Linked DNA regions of Mus musculus: region 1 is linked to region 2. A link is a contact called in public promoter capture Hi-C data. All regions are on one chromosome and are shown on one strand. The core of a region is the stretch at or near the end of the contact, and the rest is flanking DNA. Distances in the headings are between cores, read along the strand shown.

Evidence for each region. Promoter capture Hi-C pulls out the DNA fragments that hold promoters and counts their contacts.
Region 1: a contact with region 2 is called in a promoter capture Hi-C map of liver. The contact joins the enhancer-like site here to the promoter of Wdr13 in region 2. A contact is called at or near these places in 7 of 39 promoter capture datasets (the 3T3-L1 cell line, the C10 cell line, the HPC-7 cell line and 3 more) and 1 of 9 other capture datasets (adipose tissue).

What each region holds. Positions count from the first base shown.
Region 1 is chrX:7,980,314-7,984,711 of GRCm38.p6, forward strand. All of the region lies in intron 2 of Gm39488 (a long non-coding RNA gene), which reads left to right. Among named protein-coding and RNA genes, the nearest start is that of Gata1, 15 kb to the left of the region's middle. Within about 2 kb of position 1,553, at least 7 of the 459 cell types and tissues checked have an H3K27ac peak or open chromatin away from gene starts, as enhancers often do. A contact at or near this core is called in liver, where this site is marked.
Region 2 is chrX:8,130,092-8,134,583 of GRCm38.p6, forward strand. It overlaps Wdr13 (WD repeat domain 13), which reads right to left and starts at 2,767. Exons shown (of 9, transcript NM_026137.5): 1 at 2,196-2,767; 2 at 1,294-1,534; 3 at 165-274; 4 at 1-42. The coding sequence starts at 2,236.

The DNA of each region.
Region 1 (4,398 bases), core at 303-2,802, 150 kb before region 2:
AAACCTGTAATGGCTCTGGCAGAAATGAAGCTATTCTACAGAGATTGTGTCTTTTAGTCTGATGATCAGAGTGTTGAAACAATGGGCCCCCTAAAATGATAATTTCCCCAGAAATCTCATTCAAAAGGACACCAGGCATAAGGGGAACTTGTCTCCTGTCTCCCAGAAAGAGATTTGCAGTAGTGAGTGGTCAGACAACCTTATAGGATGAACTGAAGACAGATAATGCTGGGTGGGTGGGGCACAGCCTTCACCTGGACTGCTTAGATATACACAGCCTTGACCCTCATTTAAGCTTTCAGGATTCCAAAGACAGAGCTGAGAAATTTGTTAGACAACAACGTCCCTCTTCCCAGTGTGGTCACATTGAATAAATCTCCCTTTTCTGCTTTCAGCATTTGGGGGTGATGGGGTGCTGTTGAAATAAGGTCTCCATGTAATTCTGGACTGGCCTGGAATTTGGTATGTAGATCAGGCTGGCCTTGAATTTACAGAGATCCTCCTGCCTCTGCCTCCCAAGTATTGGCACCATCCCTGGCCTCCCCAAGTGCTGGGATAAAAGGCAGGCGCCACCATGCCCAGCTTGCTTTCAACTTTTTTTTGTTGTTGTTTTTTTCGAGACAGGGTTTCTCTGTGTAGCCCTGGCTGTCCTGGAACTTACTTTGTAGACCAGGCTGGCTTCAAACTCAGAAATCCACCTGCCTCTGCCTCCCGAGTGCTGGGATTAAAGGCGTGCACCACCACGCCCGGCTGCTTTCAACTTTTAATTTGGCTCCTTTAATTGGCTTATTGAAGATGGGTGTCTGGACCTGACTTGGGGCACAGGTTGTGAACCCCAAGTTTGGTGACAAAATGGCATTCATGGAGGTGTAAAGACACGTTTCGGGGGCTGGAGTGATGACTCAGCGGGTAAGAGCACTGACTGCTGCTCAGAAGGTCCTGAGTTCAAATCCCAGCAGCTACATGGTGGCTCACAACCATCCATAATGAATTCTGATGCCCTCTTCTGGGGTGTCTGAAGACAGCTACAGCTTAGTTATATATAATAAATAAATAAATCTTTAAAAAAATCATAAGACACATTTCAGGGGTGTCTACTAATACTGTGATGACCCCAGGGAGAGAAGAAAGGACAAATGGAAGTTTCCAGATTTACTGGAGTCATTTCCTCCAGGGACATTACGCTCTTTCCCCTTAGCCAGCATTGGCTGCTTCGTACTCGACTCAGTGAAGCAGGCAAATGAGTTTGGACTTTGTCTTAGATTCTGCACAAATCTGACCTTTGGTAAGTCTCTCACCGACCAGCTTTTGCCTGCCTTTTTGCCTTTGGGATCTTTGGAGCAATTTGGAGTTCTTTTGATTCATTCCCTGCTGCCATTTGGTGAATGATTTTGTTTTGGATACTCTTGTGTCGAAGACTATTGGGTTACGGTTATTGTAACGTAGAGAATGGTGGCAAAGCAGAGAGCTCTCAAAAGTATTGGGGACCTGAGCAGAATTCAAAGTCAAGGACCACAAAGATAGGGTCCTGTGATTGGAAGCTTCAGGGAGGCACGTTCTGTTTCCTGTCAGCTGGAGGAGAGAAGGTGGCTTGGGTTTCTAAATTTACAAGTGTCTTAAAGAGACAGGCCCATAAAGTTGATTAGGGCATGTGTCATATAACAGGACAGGTTTGAGTGCTCTTGAGTCACTTGTGGTTCGGTGGAACCATTTGGAATAGGTAGGTCTCAATACCATGGTTTATATAACCAGGAAAGTATTCTCTGTACTAGTTTGGTAGCCTATTGAGACTCAAAGCTGATTGATCTTTTATAAATAATTCCGAAGACAGCAATGGGGTGGGAGACAACAATCCCTGTCCTTGGAGCTTGTGAAGAAAACCCTGGCCACTTCGGTTTTGCTTTATGCTCTAAACTCGCTGTGCCCTGCTAAGCGTGATTGGCATGCTCTGTTCATGTGAGTGTGCTTTGGTTCATTTTGTCCTACACAGAAGCAATTGATTCTGTATCTATTCCTTAAAGCTAAAATCCAAGGATTTAGAAAACACGGCGGGGCTGGAGAGATGGCTCAGTGGTTAAGAGCACTGGCTTGCTCTGCCAGAGGTCCTGGGTTCGATTCCCAGCACCCACATGGCAGCTCACAACTGTCTGTAACTCCAGCTCTAAGGGATCTGGCACTCAGACATACATGGAGGCAAAACACCAATGCACATAAATAATTTTTTTTTAAGAAAAGGAAAATGTTCCGGGCAGTGGTGGCACACACCTTTAATCCCAGCACTTGGGAGGCAGGTGGATTTCTGAGTTCGAGGCCAGCCTGGTCTACAGAGTAAGTTCCAGGACAGCCAGGGCTACACAGAGAAACCCTGTCTCGAAAAAACCAAAAACAAAAACAAAGAAAAGGAAAATGTAAAGAAAAGGTAATTCATTTCTAGACTTCACCTGGGTAAGCTTATTTAACATGAATTAAAATATTATTTTGTTTTGGCTTGTTTTTGAGACAGAGTTGGCCTAGAACTTGCTATGTAGACCAGATTAGCCTTGAAATTACAAAGATCCACCCACTTTGGCTTCTGAAGTACAGGCATCAAAGATGTGTGCCACCACATGTGGCAGAAACATAAATTTTAAGCTTCCCTTGTAAAATGATTTGGGCTTGGTGCTTTCAAATATTAATTATGAAGATAGGTTGAAGAATAATCTGATTACAACATTTATGAAAGACAACCTAAAGAGAGCTAACATATTTTTATTGAGTGTCCACAATATCTGAACAGTGGTTACTAGAGAAACTTAAAGTGTACAGCAAGAAGATTAACTTCAGGGTTGACCTGTACCAACAGATGTTTTGCCTTAGTTTATTTCAAATGTATTGACAATGTTGAGAGGACTAACTTTCACTTTGAAAGAATTACTCAGAGACAATAAACCATTTGTAAATAATGTGCTTTAGTATCTAAATGTGTTGCTAGTGTTCTCTAGCCCTGGCTCTTAATCTGTCTGATACGGGGATATGACAACAAGGCTCAGAAGGAAATCCAAGGACCAATTAGTATGGGAAAAAGAAAAAGAGAGGTGAGGGCTCCAAAGCAGGGTTCTTATTGGTCCCTGCAGGAGATGGGCTTATGGAGTCCTGGCCTGGGAAAATGAAGTTAGAAACCATATGCAGCCCCAGTTCCCGAAGTGGGTGTGATAGTCTCAAGGGTTTTTATGGTGAGAATAGATGGGGGGATGTTCCATGTTTTCATGAGTTGTTCTTTCTCCAGTGACCGTTCCTCCAAGGCTGTGATTTGCTCTGTCTGTCGTGGAATATCTTCAAGCCTAGCAAAATCGTGTGTCTGGAAACATACTGAAGTTAGGGCACCAGGACAGGAAAAGCTTAGTTTGCACATCAGTAATGGTGGCAGGCAAGTCGGTGGGGGAAGCCTGCGGCCTGATGACACCTCACTTTTAAAAAGTTGGTTTTCTCCTTTATAAATGGTAGTCTGATTTGTTCCAATAAAAACTATGTCGTTCACAAATGTGGAATGTTAGATCATGTTCACTGGATTACTATGCTCAGCACTGATATTTATAGGGAAGTTGTCCTTGTGATGTAGCTGAGAGTGTCATTGCTAAGTCCATTTGATAGCTTGCATTTTATTTTCTGACTTTTTTTTTTTTTTGGTTTTTCGAGACAGGGTTTCTCTGTATAGCCCTGGCTGTCCTGGAACTCACTCTGTAGACCAGGCTGGCCTCAAACTCAGAAATCCGCTTGCCTCTGCCTCCCAAGTTCTGGGATTAGAGGCTATTTTCTGACTTTTAAAAAAAGATGTATTTATTTACTTTATGGATATGAGTACATTGTAGCTGTACAGATGGTTGTGAGCCACCATGTGGTTGCTGGGATTTGAACTCAGAACCTTTGGAAGAGCAGTCAGTGCTCTTAACCGCTGAGCCATCTCTCCAGCTCCAGACCTTTTTTTGATAGAAAATGAGCTGCCTTCTACATCTTCTCCTGTGCATCTTTCTGTTTTGTTCAAATGGTTATGTTTCTGTGGAGTACTGGGACTCGGTGTTTGGAAAGCTTGGTGTTACAATAGACTACACTTCCTGCCAAGCATCTCATCATGTATTGAAAATTGTGGGGCTGGAAAGATGGCTCAGAGGTTAAGAGCACTGACTGCTCTTCCAGAGGTCCTGAGTTCAAATCCCAGCAACCACATGGTGGCTCACAACCATCTGTAATGGGACCCAATGCTTACTTCTGGTGTGTCTGAAGACAGTGTACTCACATACATAAAATAAGTAAATAAATCTTAAAAGAAAAAAAAAAGAAAGAACCTCGTTATGCTGCCAGGTGGCAGTGGCAGTGGTGGCAGCGCACACATTTAATCCCAGCACTTGGGAGGCAGAGGCA
Region 2 (4,492 bases), core at 1,517-4,016:
CTTGCCTCTGCCACCGACGTGGGTACCACACTGCCAGGAGGCCTGAGCCCCAACAGGAGGTGGGAAGGGGTGATAGGAGGTAGGTATGGGTGTTCAGACTGCCACGTCCCAGGGCCCCTCTCCTCCTGGTGAATCTCCACCCCCTGCCTGCCTCTGGTATGTACCTGTCCTCATAGACTGCACGGTTCATTTGTGCCTGCAGCTGGTAGGAACCTCGGCTGACAGATCGGCGGTGTCCTCGAGCCCCCAGGGCTCTGGGGTCATCTTCAAAGTCCTGCAAAGAGAAGAGGGTTGGGGATGGTGCATACCTCTAATTCCAGCACTTTGGGAAACTGAGGCAGGAAGGTCACCGTGCTCAAGGCCTGCCTTGGCTACACAGTGAATTTGAGGCCAGTCTGGGTGAGATCCTGTCTCAAAAAGAAGAGAAATTGGGCTGGTGAGATGGCTCAGTGGGTAAAAGCACCCAACTGCTTTTCCGAAGGTCAGGAGTTCAAATCCCAGCAACCACATGGTGGCTCACAACCATCTGTAACGAGATCTGACTCCCTCTTCTGGAGTGTCTGAGGACAGCTACAGTGTACTTACATATAATAAATAAATAAATAAATAAATAGAAATTAATCTCTGAGATGAGCTTAAATCTGGGGCCTGACTTCTCGTCACCACACATGGCGCCAGCCACCACTGTCACTGCTCACTTGTGTGGTTTCAACAGTTTCTTCACTAGTGCCTTTGTTTCTGTCCTTCCTTTCCTGTTCCAAACATCCTTAGTACATACATGCTTTCCTCACAAGGGATGACTACTTTCTTCCCAGAGAAGCACTCAAATCAGTCTCTCACTTCTGTCAGGTTTCGGTGTTCCCTCCCCAGACAAGTCTTCCCTATTAAGCACAGCTCCCTCCTTTAGCTCAAAGCAGTGACTTTTCATTCTTCTTGGCCATGTTGAGAATAGAACCATCAGTCTCATACATACTAGGCAATCACGCTAGTTACTGAACTATATCCATGCACCAAACACTTGTGTTCCTTTTTGCTTTTTAAGTCTGTTGTATGTTACTATCTTTGCATTGCTTACTATACCATGGTAAATTATCAACTCATCAGTCTTACCTGCTCTGTGTTTATCTAATTCACTGTCTGCTTATCAATGTTCATTGACTTGGCTTCTCTATTCCCTTTTAGTCCTCTACTGACCTGGAACAGTACTTTGTACATCACTGATGTTTGACCAAAAACTATGGTGACTACAGAGGCAGGGGAGATACATGGCGGGTGGTGCAGCTAGGAGCTCACCTCCATTCGATCAAGGGTTGTTCGGCTGCTGCGGACAATGCTGTTGCTATAGGCACGAGCACTGCCTGGTTCTGAGAGTGGCCCGTACCGTTGGCCCAATAGCTGGCCCCGTAGCCTCAGGTACTGCCGACGCAATGCTGGGGGGTGACCAGCTTTGGCATTCTCCCGAAGCAGCTGGCTGCGCCGGCGGATATACTGGGTCCGAAACTGTGGAAACGTTGGTGTACGGTAGGCGTTGTACCTGTGGGGTCCAGGAGGCAGGGCAGGCAGCAGGCACAGGACAGAGGGAATAAATCAGCTCGAGGTGGTACAAGGTTTGGCAGTGACTGGGATGGTAAGAGTGAACAAGAGCAGCAAAGGGGGATTTCTCTTGGGATTGTGATGGGGGGCAATTATGCAATAATTAGTGGTTATGATGAAAAGATCACTCTAGCGACAATATAGTCAATTTGCAGCTCTGTTGGGGTCAGTCTGGGCCAGCTGTAATATCAGTCTAGCATGATGACATACGTCAGATTGGTAATGTACAACAATGGAGGTTAGGGTCAGATAACGGTAGAGGTTAGTATGGGGTAGCAATTGTAATAATAGTAGGGTAGTGATATCGAGAAAAGTTGGGGAAGAGGATAAGCAATGAGGGACTAGATAGGAAGTCACCAGCCTGACTTCCACTACCCACTCAAAGACAGTCTGCGCATGTCCATTTCAAACCGCATTTTCCCAGCATGCTCTTTAGAACCGGCTCCAGCCCAGGCCACTTAACCGCAGGACTATCCCACACCAAGCTACTGCGCATGCTCACGCAGCCGCACCAGCCAACTTCTCCGCCCAGCTGCACTTATCGCCATTGCTCATGCACCACAGTAAGTTCCTCTCCCATGGGCTCCAACCCCACGCCTCACCTCGCGTCCACTGCTAATACTTGCTGCCACACCGCGGCCATTCCCTGGCTTCCTTCTTTGGTTTGTCTGCCTGCGGGAGCCTGCAGGGCAAGGGCTTGGAATGTCAGCGTCCCAGGCAGAGAAAATCTAGTTCCGCCCACCAGGTGACAGTTGCCATAGACACGAAGTCCCTCCACACAGGTGATGTCGCGAAATCCCACTGGGTCGTTAGCGTGGTCATCACCCCAGCCCTGCCTTTCCTGGGCAGCACTCCGGTGACTCACAGCAGCAGTTCAGACATGACCCCGCCCTCTCCAGTTGCCGTAGCAACGCCCCTCCCCCCCATAGCAAGTCTTGTTTGACATTCCCCACCCATCAAGCCTTCTGCCCTCCGCCTTCCCTTTTCTAGTCCTAGAGCATAGCTCAGGATCCAGGACCACCTCCGGGGCTACCCCTAGCTCTTGAGGCGCCCCCCCCCCCCGGCGACCCTGAGCCCAGTGTCACCGGTTCCTTCTCTCTCTTCTCCCTGTCTCAAGCTCCAGGCAAGATGGCTGCCTGCAACGAGAAAGAGCTGCGGAGCACAGAGCAAATCGATAGGAACCTTTCCCGGGGCGTGGGAGCCTCGCAGGCGCATTAAAGGACTGTAGTTTCCCATACAAGGACCGAGGCTCCACCCCTTGAGTTCTATTCATTTCCCTCTTGACACCTTTTGTATACACAGGGATAATGTACTGTGATCAGAAGGACAAGAATGCGTGTGCCAACCACTAGCTAAAAATCAGAAATAAGACTTTCTCATGAAAGTGGTTTAGGCTGCTTCTTAGCAGCACACATTTGGCCAGGCAAATAAAATATATGCAGAGACTGACTCCTGGAACATTCTCTAGTTCCTAGCGCAGTGATGAATCTCTAAACACCTATGCGATGGGAAGAATCCATGTGTATCTTCACTGGGACTAACTGGACTTGAATGGTTACCCCTAGGAAACTTGAGTATCTTAATAAAAATATGCAATTAGGAAAACAAGCTTTGGGGCTGTGACCTAAGGAAAGGAAAGTATCCCAATCGTCTGTTATATTCACCTTAAGCTAGAATTTGTATCTTGAGTATTCCTCTCAGTGTCAAAAACAGAAATTCCAAGGTTGAAATTCAAGATGTTTAGTCTAGCATAATGGTAATCCTAGAAGAGGGTGATGTAGGGGATAGAGTGGCAGGAGGATCATGAGTTCGAATGCAGTCTGGCCTATGTAGTCAAATCCAGGACTACATCCTGGACTACATACTTTAAATAGCAAGCAAGCGCCGGGCGTGGTGGCGCACGCCTTTAATCCCAGCACTTGGGAGGCAGAGGCAGGCGGATTTCTGAGTTCAAGGCCAGCCTGGTCTACAAAGTGAGTTCCAGGACAGCCAGGGCTATACAGAGAAACCCTGTGTCAAAAAAAGAAAAGAAAAAAAAGCAAGCAAGCAGGATGGAGATAGCTCAGGGCTGAAAATCAAGCCAGGAACTGAAGCAGAGATCATGGAGGAACACTGCTTATCGGCTTGCTTCTCAAGGCTTGCTGTAGCCTGCTTCTTCAACCCAGACTCACCTGCCCACAACAGTTATTAGGCAAGAAAATGCCCCTGCAGGTATCCCCATAGGACAGTCTGATAGAGACTCAGTTAAGGGTCCTTCTTTCCAAGTGACCATAACTTGTGTCAAGCTGACAAAAAACTAACCATCAACTAAATAATGTCTTTTTAGGTTGCCTGAAGTGAGGAATAAAAAATAGGTAAGTGAATCCTATTGGTATCTCCTCTGTCACCCTATCAGTGTTTTAAAATATCCCCTGCAATATAGCTTAAAAAGAATAAATTATTTCTTGGCACAAACATGTAGCCTTAACAAGACCCTAAGTATTCATCGGATAGAGTGCTGGACACTGTTTAAGTAGCTTGCATGCATTAATCTAATTTCTTATTGTACAGGGGATAGGACCCAGGGCCTTAGACATCCTAGGCCAGCCAGTACCTTTTGTTTTAAAAACGACGTGTCATGTAACCCAGGCTGCCTTCCAACTCATTATGTTACAGAGGATAACTGAGCTGGTCCTCCTGTCTCTACTGCCTAGGTATTGGATCATCACAAGTGTCCTTTATTGTTTTTTGTTTGAGACAAAGTCTTAATTAGGCCAGGCTGACCTTCAGCTGGATACGCAGTTGAGAGTGGCCTTGAATTTCTCACCCTTCCTTCTGTTTTTATCTCCCCAGTGCTGGAATTAAAAACTTGTCACCAGGCTCCAGTTTTTTGTTTTGAGACTTTCTTGCTAAATTTTCC